Regions from separate parts of the Zea mays genome. Here region 1 is linked to region 2. Evidence: chromatin contacts called from public Hi-C data. All regions are on one chromosome and are shown on one strand. Each heading gives the region's core, a stretch centred on a gene start, on an enhancer-like site or on the middle of the called end of the contact. The rest is flanking DNA. Distances are from core to core; before and after follow the strand shown. Region 1 has its middle 220 kb from the start of LOC109944554. Region 2 has its middle 99 kb from the start of LOC100384377.

What was found. Hi-C and Micro-C count contacts between places; a contact is called where the count stands out from the background.
Region 1: a contact with region 2 is called in a Hi-C map of ear, with 1.7 times the contacts expected there. The contact joins two enhancer-like sites. A contact is called at or near these places in 2 of 25 Hi-C or Micro-C datasets (ear and tassel).

Annotation. Positions count from the first base shown.
Region 1 is chr2:141,070,573-141,075,125 of Zm-B73-REFERENCE-NAM-5.0, reverse strand. No RefSeq gene overlaps it. Among protein-coding and RNA genes, the nearest start is that of LOC109944554, 220 kb to the right of the region's middle. Within about 2 kb of position 2,460, at least 18 of the 20 cell types and tissues checked have an H3K27ac peak or open chromatin away from gene starts, as enhancers often do. A contact at or near this core is called in ear and tassel, where this site is marked.
Region 2 is chr2:140,734,977-140,739,522 of Zm-B73-REFERENCE-NAM-5.0, reverse strand. No RefSeq gene overlaps it. Among protein-coding and RNA genes, the nearest start is that of LOC100384377, 99 kb to the right of the region's middle. Within about 2 kb of position 2,507, at least 15 of the 20 cell types and tissues checked have an H3K27ac peak or open chromatin away from gene starts, as enhancers often do. A contact at or near this core is called in ear and tassel, where this site is marked.

The DNA of each region.
Region 1 (4,553 bases), core at 1,211-3,710, 340 kb before region 2:
GAGGCCTCGCTTCGCTTGACGCGAGTGGTCGTGGATTTCTTTTCTTGGGAACATGGGTGGCGGTCTAGTCTAAGAATTGATAGCCACTAGTTTGTACCCAGTTTTATGTTTGGGTTTGTAGTATTGGCTGTGTGTTCCTACAAAACAGAGGCTGGAAGATGTGTTTTCAAGAACTTGCAACTCGTTGTATGAACTTGAAATTAACATATCTCCCATTTCCAAAAAAATATTTGCATAACATGGCAGAGATGAAGAACAATGCTATGAATTTGAATGATGATAGGACACGTGGGAGTTGGGACGCAGGGAACCGTTGCCTGACATCGACTTCTGATGTGGTTACCAGAGAGATGGCACCTTTTGAATTAAGATGAATATGATGATATGTTGGACGAGCAATATGTTGAAGATGTTATCCCTTTGCTGGGATGCGTGGGGTGAGATGGAGTTCGATGACGATGCTGAAAATAGTAGGGCGCAACAACCCCTCGTGATTCCTTAAAAACTGCTATAAGATTGGTTCATGGACTGTCCAATTATAATTACCATTAACTTTGTGGATTATTGTGTTGTAACAGATTTTGGGCATTTTACATTCAAATACTAAAAAAGTAATACTTCTTGTCCAATATATATGTATCCACCTTTTAAATTCTATACTGCCTTTCCTTGCCAAAACCTTCTACTTGCATATGAATTTTAATGTCACGTGAGTAGTGACTCGAATTTTCCTCTTTAAATGCTTGCCACATATGCTACATCTCTTCATTGGACGTATTATATATTATACTAGTATTATTCAGCATGGAGCCTTGTGAATTATTTAATCTACACACACCTACCTATTCCCATTTTACTATAATAATATTGGTGCAGCATCGTTTGAGCAACCATCACATTGTTTGAGCATGGGAAGCATCAGGAACTGCATCTAGACTACCTTTTTGCACTACCCATGTCTATTCAGCAACAAGTCATGCTTATGCTACTATTAGTCTCGTGCTTGCATAACATGCAGCTGCCAGTGATTTCTGTGCGTTTTTTTAAATTAATAAGTTGTTCGACACTATGTGGGAATGCACTAACATGGAAATCCTTAATATCAGTTGTTGTTCATTGCTCCGTGATCACTAAGATGTGAACCCATGAGACCAGCAGCAGGAAGAGGTGTAAACCATCAGCATTGAAGGTGCTTCAGACATGGACACGTTACAACTTGTAGCAGAACCGCTAGTCGAGAACAAGTAAATTTGGTAGGTCATTTTAAGCATATGAACGTTGAGACCATATATTTATGGCATTTGATGTTTGTTTTGATTTATGATACATATAACTAATGCACGATTCATGCATTTACAAGCATGTATGAACAACATTGGTGAGCGAGAGCACAAGTATTTTAATTCTTTTGCCCATCGATACTCCTCCAATACATGTATTGACCCTCCCTCTAGCATGGTAACTATGTTTTATTTAAGGCTATGGGGGATTAGTAAAGATTTCAAAATGTTTGCGCTATTAGGGGCGGTATCAGTTTGTTGCGCCATTTGGTGACACAAAAAATGATGTTATGTTTGAACAAAAATATGTGATCAATTCTTTGTAGGTTTTTTAGAGCATCTCCAAGAGACTCTTTATTTTTTTCTATCTATTTGACTCTCTATTTGCCTTTTCATAAGATTACACTTTATATGTAGCATCTCATTCCAACAGACTGTCTATCTAGTTTGGCTAGTCAGGTGGCTAGCCGAGTTTGGATAGTGAGGGAGTTAATTTAGAGAGTTGGATAGCTTGGCGAGTCAGATAGCTAGTATGTTGGAGAGTTATTTTGTCGTTGAATAGCCAAAATTTGGCTTGACTAGCCATTTAGCTAGTTTGTTCGAGATGCTCTTATTTGGGTATCCACTAGTGTAATATCCAGATTATAAAAGAGTTGATCTCGTTACGTGTTTGTGATCCACTCCTTCATGAAAATAATCCCATTTAAAGAATTAAATAAGGCACATCCATAAAATATGCATCATATTGAAGTTTTGCTTGTTCGTGCGCTTAATAATAAAATAATAATAATAGGAATATATAATGAGTTGAGGAATTTGGATTAAAACCTAAATTTGGAATATGAAGTGAACAAAAAAATGGAAAAGAAGAAAAGAAATACTATAAAATACAAAACAAAATTTATAAAAATATAAACTCTATCTGTACTGGTATGATTAAAGTCTACCTTTAATTTGAATACAAAATTCACATTCATATTTGAAGTTCAAATTGGAAATTGAAAATAAAAGCAAAAAAAGAAAACTAGAAAAATAGGAAAAACAACATCAAACTGCGCTTGGGCCGTTTTCACTCCCAGCCCACTGTACCTCGCCCTCATCCACGCGGCCCATTAACCCCGTGCGCGGGACCTAACGTCTGGGCCCCTTCGACCAGCCACGGGATTCTCAACTTGTGCACGTACCGGTCACTGAAGCGTGGTCCCACCTAGCTGTCGGGCTCCCTCTCTGCTGGGTCGCCTGCACGTGGGGCCGTGCGGTCAGGTCCATCACCTCCGTAAAGCACGCGGCGATCTCAACAGCTCCCAGGAAATTCGTCACGCCGTTGCTCCCTCCGCGTATACGTGGATTATGTGCCCGGCGCGGACCCTGCGCATCTAAATCCTAGACCCATGAGACCCCTAGGTCACTGCTATCCGCATCAGTAGAGAGACAGCGAAGAGAGAGAGAGAGAGAGAGAAAGAGGGTAGCTGCCGCGTCATTTCCTCGGAACGCCGCCGTCCTGGTTCGGGGAAGTCACAATTGGGGTTCGCGGAAGCACGCGGGTCTTCAGTAGTCTAGCCGCCATGAGTGTCGGTCTTCAGAATACAGTTAATTCGTCGCCGGAGTAATTCACGCGGCGGATTTGTGGTCGGCCGTGGCCGGCTGTTTTGGGCACCAAATTAACCGGTACGTCCTAGCCTAGTACCTTCCTCACCATATCCGCAGTAGTTTTCATAAATCGGGGGTCGAAGTAGAGGGCCGGGTCGTGGAATCGCTTGCCGCGGCGGAACGTCGGTGAGTGTTGGGGGCGGCGCGTATGCATACCGGCAGGAGGGAGACGACAGTGCGGTGGCCATCGATCTAAGAATGGACGGCGGTGATTACACACTGCGTACCGATTCGGTTGGACCATATTAGTCCGTAGATCGTAGGATCGAGGGATGAGATTAGATCAGAATGTCACCCTTCAGTTATAAAATCGGCGCCGCTGATCCATAATCCAACTGCTGTGAGACGCGTACCGCTTCGTTTATAATGTGATCTAATCTGCGTCGTGTGACTTTGATAGGACGGTGTGGAGAACCCATAAGCGCTCGGTCTGGAAATTTTGAATAAGAGCCCCCGAGGTATTTAGGTTTCAACCCGCAGTCCACCTGGGTGTGGACTGAGTCTTGGGTACTTTACACGCTAGCCCCTGGGTTTTTTTATTCACGCGCGCATTCTAGTGACTAGGTAAATCAGAGAAATTATTTATAAATTGATTTGTGAATATAGAAATAATTGCAGAAACTTATTTAATTCCTAGAAAATTCATACTAAGTCCAAATTGGTTCATTCCAGTTCCTATAATTTTGTATTAATATGGACTATGACATTGTGACACTGTTTTAACATGAAAATTGTATTAAAATTGATCTCTTAATTAATCTTGTACCAAACATATAAAACCTTTAGAAATTCATAACTTAAAATCCATAACTCCAAATTTAATGATTTTTTTTTCTATGATCTCATTTTAATATGTAGATTATTAATATGTATTTTGTATACATGTTTGGTGTGATGTTAATTTCCTCTTTGTACTATGCTTGTTTGTATTGTGGCGAGTAGAAGAGCTAGTGGCTGAGGATCCGGGTGTTCAGCAGGTAGAAGTTGCTGAGTAGGAGCTCATTGAAGGCAAGTTATGCCCTTGACCACTTTCATTACCCAATAATGTTCTTTATTGTCACTTATTCATGCATAGGTTTAATTTTGATGGGACCCAATAGGTCACCCTAGTCTGCTTATCTTTTTACCTTGTTTACCCCTGAATCATTTGGATAGTTATGCTATTTCTCTATATGGTTTAGGTTTAATATTACATTATGCACATGTTCCAATTATACTGTAATTTTATTTATTGTTCATGTCAAGATCATTATTTTTAATTGGAACATGGAGCTTAACTTGAGAAACACGTGCCACCACAAGGATGGAATGGGACGCCCTTGCTGACTAACTACGAAAGCTAGTGGAGGACTACCTTACCCGAGAGGGGCAAGGGTAGTAGGGGAGTAGGCGTGTAGGGAGGTTTCCTGGTTGATTTTACTGCGATGGCGGTCAAACGGGGGATTCCTGCATTGCTCTTCTTAGAAACTGTAGCGAGTTTTCTAAAGCTAGTGGAACTTTGTAAAGGCCTCGTAGTGTTACCCTGCCTCGCTTCCTTGGTAGAGGTGTATGGGAGTCGCAATCCCTTGGCAGATGGGTGACATGACTTGTGGGTACAGGGTACAACCTCTGCAGAGTGTAAAA
Region 2 (4,546 bases), core at 1,258-3,757:
GATGTGGGCAGGTTACGTACAGACTTCGGCTGCTAGAATCATTGTCTGTTGTACATAATTTGTTCCACGTATGCCAATTGAAGGAGTTTCTTTGGAACCCTGATCAAACTATGGATATATCAGATGTGAATTTGGAATCATACTTAATCCCATCTGAGTTTTGGATCAGAAAGACCGAGTTACTCGAAAAAGGACTCTCATGTTCTACAAGGTACAGTGGAACCAACACATAGAAGAAGAAGCTACATGGGAGTCTAAAGATTTCTTAGAAAACATTTTCCTAAGTTCTTAGCTTCCTATAACCTTTAAGGTTTATGCACTTTATTGTAAAGTTAGAACAAACCCACACGCCCACCCCCTCTCTGTAAGAGAAAATAGGAAATAAAGTTGTGACACGTTTCCTTTTCCATGACTTACCTTGGAGCCTTAAATCTCGGGACGAGATTCTTTTATGGGGGAAGGATGTAACACCCCTGGTGTTACGCGAACTAAAACTTTGGCATGACAACATATGCATTGGCATTACATTATGTATGATACACCTAAAATGCATCCACTAGGCTAAAATTTTAAAACAAACATGTGTGATGATGTGACTTGGTCAAAGAGGCCCTTGACCCTAGGTGGGAGTGTCTCTCCCCAAGGATTAGACGCATGTGTACATGTGAGATGAGCACTAAAGGATGATCTAAACAAGTTAGTAGAAATGTTCAAGAAAGGTCAAACTTAGAGAGCTCAAGTGCCACTTGTACCCTAGAACACTCAAAACCCTAATTTGGAACCCTGAAACCCTAAATAGTACCCTATGGGGTGATTTCAATTTCTATGCACTTTTAGTCACAACTGTATACATCAAGATGATAGAGTAACAAAGGTTAAGCAACTTTCATGTTTAAGGATTTCCATGTTTTGTGGTGAAAATTGGGTAAATTGCAAAAAGGTCCAAGAGCACCCTTGTTCATAAACCCTAAAAACAGTGTCAACAGTCCCACTTTAAGCCTCTATATCTTTTGATATATGAGGAGTTTGTTATGGGTCACCACAACCAAGTTGTAGAGCTACTATAGTAGTACAAACTTGATTAAGTAATCTAGCCCCAAAACCATATGGAATCTAGTGTAAAATGTCCCCAAAGTGTGGATGTGAGACTGGGGATGGTTCTGAAACTAAGTTTTTAGTGATAATTCTCCAAATTTGAAGCTAGATTGTGGTCGATCCAGTGAGCAAATGACCAGGGTCCTTATGACAAAGTTGAAGCTGGTATATAGGGCAACAGCTTTGATGCAGTCGGATTGGTAGTTCACTGCATGAAAATCGAAGAGAAATGTGCCTAAAATCGGTCTGTTAGGCAAAGCAATGAAGCCATTCAGAGTGAACAGTCACTGACGAAGATCTTTCTCGCCGCCGATGTGCCATGCGCCGTGATCCGCGCTCAGGGTCGTGATTCACGTAGGCCTTGGGACGACGTCTACACGGTGAGCAAAAAGATCAGTGGGAGTGTGAAAAGATCTGGAGGTTGAATCGGGGCTCTGCCCTGCCGTGCCCACTTGCCGGCGACGTGGCTGAGCGACGGTCAGTTTGGTGGCTGCCGGCTTCCTCGGTCGCGCCACGCTAGGGGTCAATTCACCACGTCGTCGTAACCATGTAGATGGCAAGTTACCCCTCCATGAGCGGTTGCACTACTACACGCCAGGAAGCCTAGACTAGCAAAAGGTCTCGCCGCCGAAGAGTTCAATCTCGTATCAAATTCATGGCACCGGTGATTGATCCCTATAAATTGATGTATCTCCTTAATCTGCCCTCTCGTTACGCACCAAGCGCACCACCCCTCACACTCGATCATCAACCATAGCTCGTCAATTCCGGATTTCCCCAGAATCGGCTGAAATGTCGCCGTGAGACACCTCGCCGGGGTCAGCCATTCTCAGGTAATATCGTATCCCTCTGAGCCATGTTTTAGTGTCCTCTAGTGCAAGTGAAGCTCACCAGCTCGACGGATTGAACACTACTGCAGCAAGGCATCAAGAACATCGCATCGCCGCCGTAGAACACCCTCGAGGCCCCCTCACGTCGACCGGACCTCCCGTGCTCCCTCCGTTCAAATTCGCGCGTGTACCATACCTCTAGTGAGTCATTGATACTTGCCCTAGCTTCAATTTAAACGCTACCGCGTTTTGTTTCTCGGAACGGGCTTGTCGGGGCTCTAGCGCCGCCGTGGTCATGAGGAAACATGAATTATGGTCGGACCAGTCAAATTTGGTGAGGGCATATGCTCGGGTAGACTTGAGCATGAAGTCCGAGTTGTTGCTACCTCAGGTAGGGGTCGCCTGTGATGGGAACCCACGACTCCGGCTAAGTGTTCGACCGAAGCGCCGTCGGGGACCTAGAGCCGTGAAGAAGTAGAAATAGGATGACTTTTGTGTAATTGTCAGTGAGACATACGAATAGTGTTAAAGGATTCTTTACTGGTTATTCAAATGCCTTGGGGCCTCGGTGCAAATCCCCCAGCGTGGACACGGACGCGTGGAGTTCTACATGCATTTGGGCCAGTTGGGCTGAATACGCTCGATCCTATTCATGTTTTATTCTTTTCCTTTTACTGCTGTCTTGGGAAATCTGTAGAAAATAGTAGAAAAATGGTAAAATTATGAGACCAATTTTGCTAGATTTCTAATATAAAGTAGTATTTAATAAAAATAATTCCGTGATTTTTAGTTCAACCCTGGAATTAAGTAACATTTAAAGGTGCTTAAATAAAGTCTTTTAGAATTTTAGAAATAGATTATTAATTCTAAAAAATCATAAAACTTTTTGGGTAAGCTTAATATGATGGTCAGAGACCCTAAGTGAAGTTTGAAATTGTTTGAACACTATTTGACCAGAAGACCCAATAACTAGCTTTATAGGATTAATTATCTACTAATCTCAAAGAAACACCTAATTAGGAAATCTTAATGATTGATTCGTACTATGAAGGAAAGTTGTATTCAAGACGCAACTTACTATATTTCTATTGTATAATTGCATATTCATGACATAGCATAAGCATTCATATACATGTATTATCATGTATAGAACACGAGGAAGAATCCATAGTAGAGGAAGAAGTTATCTCCCAGACCGAGAATCCTCCAGTGGAGAACAACTTTTACTTCGACATCTGCGGTGCATTATCCTAAACAGAAACTCCTGCATCACAAGGCAAGCCCCGGTTCATTATCTCTTTCCTTGTTGTTTTAAAAACTTTATTACCTTGTCTGATGCATTAGGTGATAGAAGTTGTGTGCTAAACAATTGATGCTTTCCCTTCCTTGGAAAATTTGGTTACCATTCCTTGTTACCTGATTTATTTAAAGTTTTTTGATGCTTAGCCTTGCTTTAGAAAACAAATTGTTTTGTTTTGAAAAAGGTGATGCTTCATATGGGATGGGAATTTTACATGAAGAATTTTAGGTGTATGAAAAAAATTCTAATTCAAAGTTCCACTTAGAAAAAAAAATGTATATACTACTATTTGTAAGATCTAAGTATTACTTTAGTTATTAGTTGGTATGATATTATTTTAAGAGAAATAATAAGGTCTAGTTGACCCCATGTGTTGCTAATAAATTATGCATCATGATGAGAGTTTTGTTTGTGCATATGTTTTGAGATAACATGGTTATGCACCCTCTTACAAATCTCAAGGACGAAATTTTTGTTAAGGGGGTAGGATTTGTAATGCCCAAAATGTGTATAAGAAAAAATAAAATATATATATATATAAATAAAAATAGTAAATTCAGATATCTCAAACTATATTTAAGTGTGAAATTTGAGGACTGAATTTTGAAAACTAAGAATTATTTTAGAAAAGGCAGATAAGTTTTCTATTCAACTAAATAATTATGCACAACATCAAATGATGCACTATAGGCATTTTATACTTATGGATATGTCGTGAAACTTTTTTTTAAAAAAGAGACATAATTTAAATTTGGGACCTCAAAGCGTAAATGAAAATAAAATAGAAAATAGGAAAAGGGATTTACGGGAACTATTTATTTCTTCCATAAAGAAATAACAAGAAAAATAGTAAATAATAATATCATAAAAATTAGATGTTATAATCGCAATAGTGTTAACCTTGACATTTGGGAATTTGAGGATTCAAAATGGGAGTTTGAATTTTGAATTGAATTGGAAGTGGGAACCTTGAAATAGAAATAGAGATGGAAATAGCAAAGAAAAAGAAGAAAACCCGCTGATGGGCCGCACCCTCTCATTTCGACCCACTTATCCCATCCCCTCGCGCAGCCAGCCCACCCTAGTCACCCTTTCTTTTCTTTTCCCTGGTGTAGATGACAGGTGGGACCCTTGTGTCGGATCACTCTCCGCTTGACTCTTCTCACCTTGGGCAGCTGGCGGGTGGTCCCCGCTTGTCGGATCGCTCCTTCTTCCCCACCCCAATCAGGATTCCGCTCCAGGCGGCGGGCTGTGCGCAACCGACTGCACCAGTCCTCCGTGATCTGCGCAGACCTTAGGATCGGATCGGCCATGATCGTCC